Linked DNA regions of Arachis hypogaea: region 2 is linked to region 1. The links are chromatin contacts, called in public Hi-C maps. All regions are on one chromosome and are shown on one strand. The core of a region is the stretch at or near the end of the contact, and the rest is flanking DNA. Distances in the headings are between cores, read along the strand shown. Region 1 overlaps LOC112785145 (protein LATERAL BRANCHING OXIDOREDUCTASE 1). Region 2 holds the start of LOC112784640 (jasmonate-induced oxygenase 2).

Region 1 (4,129 bases), core at 467-2,966:
ATTCTAAATATTTTTTTATTTAGAAATTAAAAATATAATTAAAAATATGAGTTATGATTGTTAATTATTTTTGTTTTATTATTATAAGTAAAATAAACATTTTGTATTATATTTATTATTTCAATTTCAAAAAAGTTTTTCATAAAAGAGTACGTTAAATATATAATTATTGTGATATTTATAGTTAACAATTTAAATTTTTAGAAAAGATTATATATATATAAAATTAATTAATTACTTTCCAAAACATTATTCTTATTAGTTACTAAATAAAAGAAAATTATTTTTTTTTTAATTTTATGACATTGAAATGTAATTATTTATTTTTCACTTCATTTATACGTAGATATTTAGAGATAATTTTTATATCCAATCAATTTCTGTGAAAAAGAAAAAAGAATTATCTTTTAGTTTCTTATTCTTGGTATTCAGCATTATGTATATTTGATTAGAAAATGATTTATTTGTTTTCAAAATGAATATTTAGAGATATAATCCAAGAATATATTGAAGAGATGGAGAAGCTAGCCTACAAGTTGATGGAGCTTATAGCTATGAGCTTAGGCCTTGAAGCTAAGAGATTTGAGAGATTTTTCATTAGAGGACAAACCAGCTTTATTCGCCTTAATTATTATCCTCCATGCTCTTTCCCTCACCTTGCTCTTGGAGTTGGCCCACACAAGGATGAAAGTGCTTTAACCATTCTTGCTCAAGATGAGGTTGAAGGACTTGAAGTGAAACGTAAGACAAACCAAGAGTGGATTAGAGTGAAACCAAAGTCAAATGATTATATCATCAACCTTGGTGACATTATTCAGGTACAACTACTTTCAATTGTTTGGAAGATTATGGAAGATGATAGAGTAAAACTATAAATTGGTCCTTAAATTGTTTTTAAATATTTCTTTTAGTTTTTGATATTTATATCCTAGCCTCTATAAAATTTTCGGTCAAATATAAACAACACAATCTTAGTTGTAACGATAGCTGCACACGTGTCATTGCACAAATTGTTTAGGACACAGTTTACTATCGGGTCATTAAAACGCTTGCGTTTTGCCCCCTCGCAACTTCAAAGTTCAAACCTTGTCCGTAAATGTGAAACTCTAACGGAGAATTATGGACTGCACAGATCAATTCTCACCTTCCAATGACCGTTTATGGAAGTGGAGTGAGAGAACGATGATATCTGGAGAAGCTAAGAGTGACATTGGCTGTTGTAGATCCCAATATTCCTTTTTTTTTTTTAGAGGCTTAATGGTGATTCCATAAGTAGTCCTAATTGTGTTTATGGTTAGTCGATTATGAACAAAATCTTTTGATTTTAGATTATGAACAAAATGTCCAACAGTACAAATAAATAAAGGTCGGCATGACATTTTTGTTTTTTAAAAGGAATAGTATAAGTAAACAATAAATTTAGTGAATAATGCAGTTATACATATGTCTCCCTTTTTTATTTGTGATTTTCGTAATTTTTACAGAGACGTAGTGTATGTTTTTTGTTTTATTGAACTAATTTTAAAATTTATTGTTTATATTATTTACAAAAATAATTTTCTATCTAATAAAACTGTTTTTTAAAAAAATAAATCACTTATAAAAATGGCTCGGGACCAAAATGAGATTTTTCTCCTTTTTATCGCCAAACATGAGGATCTTGTGTGGCATAGCTCATTGAGGCTGATTAAAGGGCATATGGTTTTGTTATATTGGACTAGCGACAAACAACCTTTTTGGACAATGATAATGGATCCGTTGCAGGATCTTTTTTGACTCTTTGGGACTGCATTTTTTCTTAAAATAATGGGCTTTCTATAGAACTTAAATACATAAATAATGGAATTGTTTTTTAGAACCAATAGTAAGGGTAAAATTTAGTTGAGCATATTATCGTTTTAATTTCGAAAGATTAATTAGTTTAATATCAGATTCTTAGAGACTGATATACCATGAGATTTGAAAGATTTTAATGTTTCTTGTGTTTTTCTTTTTAGAGTTCTTTTTATTGTCTTATGTCTGTTTTATTCTAAAGTAAATTGCTACTGTTTTTTAATTTGATCCTTTATATTGTCGTTGTTTACTTTGGGCGAATCTTTCGTTTTCATCTCCTAAGAAATAATTTTCAACTTTTGCAAATTTAATTTTATCGTTAAATTAATTTTTAGAAGGTCAAAATAGTAAATCCTTGTTTAGATATATTTACTTAAATCTTCAGTTATATACATTAAATTTAATTTTAAAATATTATATGCTTCAGTCCCTAACATTTAAGTTAAATTTTAATTTTGTTTGTAATATTTAAAACATCTTATTTTTATCTCCAACGTTCTATTCTTTTTTAATTTTAGTTATTTGATTAAATTAAAATTAAGCTTTTTTTTTTTTGGTCAAAAAGATCTTTTGTTTATTGTTATTTTTTCTTTATTATTTTGGTATTTTCACTCTCGAATTACTGGAACAATAACCACTACATCATTCTTTTTTGTTGCTTTTAAATAAATTCTAAAAGACCTGTATAACGAACTAATTTTGTATTTGCTTTTCTGTCTATATGATTCACGTAGGTGTGGAGCAATGATAGATATGAGAGTGTGGAACACAGAGCAATGGTTAACTGTGAGAGTGAAAGGTTTTCAATTCCATATTTCTTTTTCCCTGCACATGACACCGAAGTGAAGCCATTGGAGGAGCTGATAAATGACCAAAACCCTCCAAAATATAGGCCATATAAATCCGGCAAATTTCTTCTATACCGAATGATCAACGATTTCAAGAAACAAAATAAGGACAACCTTCAAATTCATGATTATAAACTAGCTTAAAGCTAAGATATAATATATAAGTATGAATCTATTTGTAATAAAATATGAAAACTTATGTGTTACTAATAATAAATATAAATTTAGTTATTTAAATTTATAATTGAATAAATATTTAAATCGGTTTTTAAAAAATAATTTTAGATAAACACTTTTATCTCCAATAAATTTTTATTCTCTACAAATTTTAAAATTTTTTTCACAATCTCACCAAATATATTGGTTTTTCTGTCATTTTAAAAAAGAACAAATTTATTTTATATATAGTTATATTTTTGGGATCTAATTGTCTTATGATAAAATTTAGAGTAGTTACCCAAATTCACTCCCAAGGATTTTAAAAACCGACATTTTAATTCTCAAGAAAAATTAATACACAGATTAATTTTCAACGTTTTTCTCTATCATACATAACAGTGTCTCGTCCATTTTATTTTTACTATATGTCGATCTTTGTTATTATTAACTTAACTTTGTTCATGTGGACGATGACACTAGCATATTAATACACTCTTTTTGCTAAAAATAAATAAGGTGAATAATGATGTTTTGAAATCTAAATGAAAATATTTTTCTTTTAATACGAATATGTTTTTTTAAAAATTTAACTAAAAGTAACGGAATGATCAGTTTATTCGACAAAAGTAATTTTTTAGAACTTTTAAAAAATATCAATTTAAATATTATTTTAAAACATTCTTAGAATTAATAATTTTAGTATTTTTTATTATTTGGTATAAATATTAAAATTTTTTAATAAATAAATGTTACTAGTTTATATTTACAAACTTTAAACAATATAGATACAAATATATTGATTTATGTATATAAAATTTTAATATATATATATATATATATATATAATTATAATTTGTATGTATACAATTTTTATAATTATAAATATAAATTATTATTAATTAAATATTAATAAAAAATAATAATATTTATTAGCCAACATGACTCTATTATTTTTTGTTCGAGTGGTACCGTTTAGCATTGTGGTTGACACGTCATATAAGTGGAGTCTTATACACTTGTTTTCCTTTTTGTCCTATCTCGATCCTCTATCTCTAATTACTATAGATTGGTCAAAAAAAAAAAAGTTGTTATTATTATTATTCTTCTATCACATAGATATATAGACTAAAATCTGTGTCTAATTAGGATATAAGTTAAAGATACTAAAATTTAAAAAATTTAATAACAAATATATATTTATAATTTTTAAATTTTAATGTATAAAATATTTTAAACAGTAAAACTTTTTACTTAATTCCAATTATCTTATACATATATAAAAAAGTCAA
Region 2 (4,243 bases), core at 209-2,708, 200 kb after region 1:
TTCTCCACTAAGTGGCTCCACCACTGATCTAGTGATAGTATAAGTATCTATTCTGAAAACAAATGAAAAAGACATAAAATTCGAAATCTAGTCCTCATTCAATGAATCTACTTGAAGCAGCAATAATCATAGAAATGAATTCCTTAAAATCTCCCCAATATATTTCCAAAATAAAAACTATGTGAAAAATATCTTGGCAATAATACTTTCTACTATATAAAAAAAAATACATATTTAGTGTTTATAAAAAAATTTAATTATGTTATTATAGAATATTTGATTATTTTTCTATATATAATAAATTTAATTATTTTATTATGACAGATAGATTTCAATTTTTTAGTAGTTAATTACTTTATTAAAAAAATATATAAACCAACATATATAAATATAAATAAATATCTAATAATTTATTTGATAACTAATTTTTAATATTCAGTATTTTTAGTAGCTACTCTTATTAATCTTTTGAAAAAATATTTAACGTGCGTCAAATACATTTATGAAATAGAATGATGGCTTTCCCACATATATTTTAGTTTGGGTTAATAATTAAATTAGTTCCTAAAAAAAGATAAGGTATTTTTTAAATTTATTACTAAAAGATTTTTTTGATTAAATTGATCTTTTAAAAATTGCGAATTAATAATATTTGTCCTCCAGTCACTATTAACAATTTTCTTTAAAAATTAATGTTGTAAAACGTTAATTGATAATATATATAATACCTGAATGTCTAATTGGATATTGACAAAATATATTTATGAAAATTTATTAATTTAGTCATTTTTTTTCAATTACGAAAATTCGATTTCTAATATGACTTAACGACTAAATTGATAGATTTTCGTAAATATATTTAGCCAACTCTAATTAAACATATTATATGTCATGTATGTTATCAATTAATATTTCACATCATCAATTATTGACAAAAATTATGAGTGGAATAATTGAAGGATAGATATAATTAATTCGTAATTTTTAAAAGAATAATTTAATTAAAAAAATATTTCAGAGATGAATTTAAAAAATAATTTATCTTTTAAAGACAATTTAACTATTAACTCATTTTACATCAAATACAATAAGTAGTATCCAAAATGGAATCTCAAAGATCTTTTTTTTTTGGCTTCGGACATTTAATTATTAATTTGTTAATTTTTTATTATTAATATGTATTTTGGCAAGTAAATGTATAAATCTCTTTGTTAGTTTACACCATTAATTAGTAGCTGAGTTGTCTTACATAATTCGTTGTTAATATATGTTTTAAAAACTGATAAATTAGTTCCTCTTTAAAAAATTCTCAAGAACCACTTCACATGTATAAATATATTTTTTTCTTTTTCCACGTTAATATTAATCACACAAAAAATAAAAATAAGGAAGAAAAATATAATAATATATACGACATATACTAAATATACATCAAAATCAATTACTAAAATTTTAGTTAAAATATAAAATACATATTAAAATTAATTAAATTATACACATATTTTTAAATAAATACATAATAACTAATTTTAGTAAATAATTTTATTCTACAAATAATATTTTTAAAAATCAATATAATTTCATATGAATTTGTGGTAAAAAGTCTTGTGATTTTGTATAACTTTTTTCTTCTAGAAAGAATGAATGAACTTTTCGTTTAAGAAATCAATAATTGGAGAAATGAAAGAAAGTGAGTCACCTAGCACAAAAACTCATTCCTACTTACACACTCACACTTGAAAGTAATATATCATCACAATTCATCATCATCATCATCATCATCATCATAGTATAGCATAGCACACAGCCATGGGAGTAGACATCGACCAAGCTTTCGTCCAAGACCCACAACACAGACCGGGTCTCTCCATAACCCAAGCTCAAGGAATTCCATTGATCGACCTCTCCCCAGTAACAACAACCAACCCTTGTCCTTCTTCCATGGACGCGCTGGTGAAGGAGATCGGAAGCGCGTGCAAGGAATGGGGATTCTTCCAAGTTATAAACCACGGTGTTTCCATCCCTCTGAGGGAGAAGCTTCAGGAAGCTTCCAAGAAGTTCTTTGCACAAAGCTTGGAAGATAAGAAGAAGGTTAGCAGAGATGAAACGTCTCCAAGCGGTTACTATGACACTGAGCATACAAAGAATGTTAGGGATTGGAAGGAAGTCTTTGATTTTCTTACAAAAGATCCAACCCTTGTTCCTCTCACTTCTCATGAATCTGATGACAGACTCGTTCACTGGACTAATAAATCTCCTCACTATCCTCCAGGTTTCAGGTATTTTCATCGCCATAAAATTAAACATATTTAATTTACTTTTTTATTTCTTTTAAAAATATAGATTAATTTTGATACATTTCACACGTTAATATAAAATATTTTACATAATTATCTAATTAATTACGTTCATTATTTTAGATAATTACTATTCATATATTTATTATAAATATAATTATTTTTGTTAACATGACTAAATATAACGGTCAAATATATGTAACAATTAAAGAAAATAAAGGTTTTTAAACATATTATTTTAAAAAAGTTTAATTACTTGTTATTTTCTATAATTTTATTAAATTTATAATTAAATTTTTATATTTTTTTATATTAGATTTATAGATTATTTTTAATTTTGTAATTATATTTTTTTTTGTCAAAAATAATAAAATTGACAGAATATTCTTTATAAAGATATATAGTGAACGCAGACGTTGTTTGATTGTGAAAAAAAAAAAAAACCAAAATTCAAATTTGATATATTCTCTATATTAAAAAATTCCGCGTAATGAAAAGGTTGACTGAATATATTAGTTGCAAAAGTTCCAAAAGTTTAATTTCCCATAATATCTTAGTTTTGTATTTTTTGCGTGAGAGATAGAATCCAAATACAATTTTATATGTCAATTATTTAACATTAATTTCTAGATATTCAAATAACGTGACACTTTCTCTTTACAAAATGATGTTTAGAGATATAATTAAAGAGTATATTGAAGAGATGGAAAAGCTAGCACGCAAGTTGATGGAGCTTATAGCCATGAGCTTAGGCCTCGAAGTTAAGAGATTTGAAGAATTCTTTAAAGAACAAACCAGCTTTATTAGATTGAATCACTATCCTCCATGCCCTTACCCTCACCTAGCTCTTGGTGTGGGTCGACACAAGGACCCTGGTCCCTTAACCATTCTTGCCCAAGATGATGTTGGAGGGCTTGAAGTCAAACTCAAACACAAGACGGACCAAGAGTGGGTCAGAGTGGAACCAACCCCCAATACTTATATCATCAATGTTGGTGATATTATGCAGGTACTAATTAGTGCCACTATAACTATAGTTTATACACTATATTGTGGAAATTTTTTGTAGGATATGCTGCTACACGTACTGTGGAAAATTTAAATTTATATCACTTAAAAAAGAATAATTTTACTTTTTTTTCAAAATTTAAAACGTAATAAAAATAGCTGAATATTAGATATAATTTTTTTAAACGTAATTAAAATATAATTAAAATAGCTGAATATATATTTTAAGTTTGATAATTCTATGGCAGGTAAATATTCTCTTTTTTTTTAAATGACAAATCTTTTAAGAAAAATGAAAAAGAGGTTTAGAAATTAAATTTTATTCTATTTTTGGTAAGTATCTTTTAAATAGTTATCTAAACATTCTTAATTAGATCAAATGCAAAATTTATTTATCAAATACAAAAGTTGTTTGTTATTTATTTAAAAAAAATAATTATTTTTGTCAAAGTTTAAAATCTTTTAAAGTCTTATTTTATAATTTATTTCTTTAAAGATTATTTAATTATTTTTATCTCAATGACTTATTTTGTGATTCATTTTTTTAAATATTATTTTTTTCAATAACGTTCTTAAAAAAATTACAAAGAAAAGGGGAAAAAAACGTATTTATGAATTATTTAATGCTGTGATTAGTTAAGATGAGGTGGTTATACTTTAGGATTGCTATTGTTTGGTGCAGGTTTGGAGCAACGATGCATATGAGAGTGTGGAGCACAGAGTGATGGTTAATTCAGAAAAAGAAAGGTTTTCAATTCCGTACTTCTTGTTCCCTGCACATGACACTGAAGTGAAGCCATTGGAGGAGCTAACAAATGAGAACAACCCTCCAAAATATAGGCCATACAAGTGGGGCAAGTTTCTTATCCACAGAAAGGACAGCAATTTTCAGAAACAAAATGTGGAAAATATCCAAATTCATCACTTTAAGATAGCTT

The links. Hi-C and Micro-C count contacts between places; a contact is called where the count stands out from the background.
Region 2: a Hi-C map of leaf shows a contact between it and region 1, with 1.5 times the contacts expected there. The contact joins the promoter of LOC112784640 here to the enhancer-like site in region 1. A contact is called at or near these places in 2 of 8 Hi-C or Micro-C datasets (both in leaf).

The regions. Positions count from the first base shown.
Region 1 is chr20:44,080,540-44,084,668 of arahy.Tifrunner.gnm2.J5K5, forward strand. It overlaps LOC112785145 (protein LATERAL BRANCHING OXIDOREDUCTASE 1), which reads left to right. Exons shown (of 3, transcript XM_025828588.3): 2 at 488-818; 3 at 2,568-2,918. The coding sequence ends at 2,825. Among protein-coding and RNA genes, the nearest start is that of LOC112785145, 3.3 kb to the left of the region's middle. Within about 2 kb of position 1,717, at least 1 of the 3 cell types and tissues checked has open chromatin away from gene starts, as enhancers often do.
Region 2 is chr20:44,282,325-44,286,567 of arahy.Tifrunner.gnm2.J5K5, forward strand. LOC112784640 (jasmonate-induced oxygenase 2) reads left to right here and starts at 1,459. Exons shown (of 3, transcript XM_025827926.3): 1 at 1,459-2,279; 2 at 2,973-3,306; 3 at 3,988-4,243. The coding sequence starts at 1,810.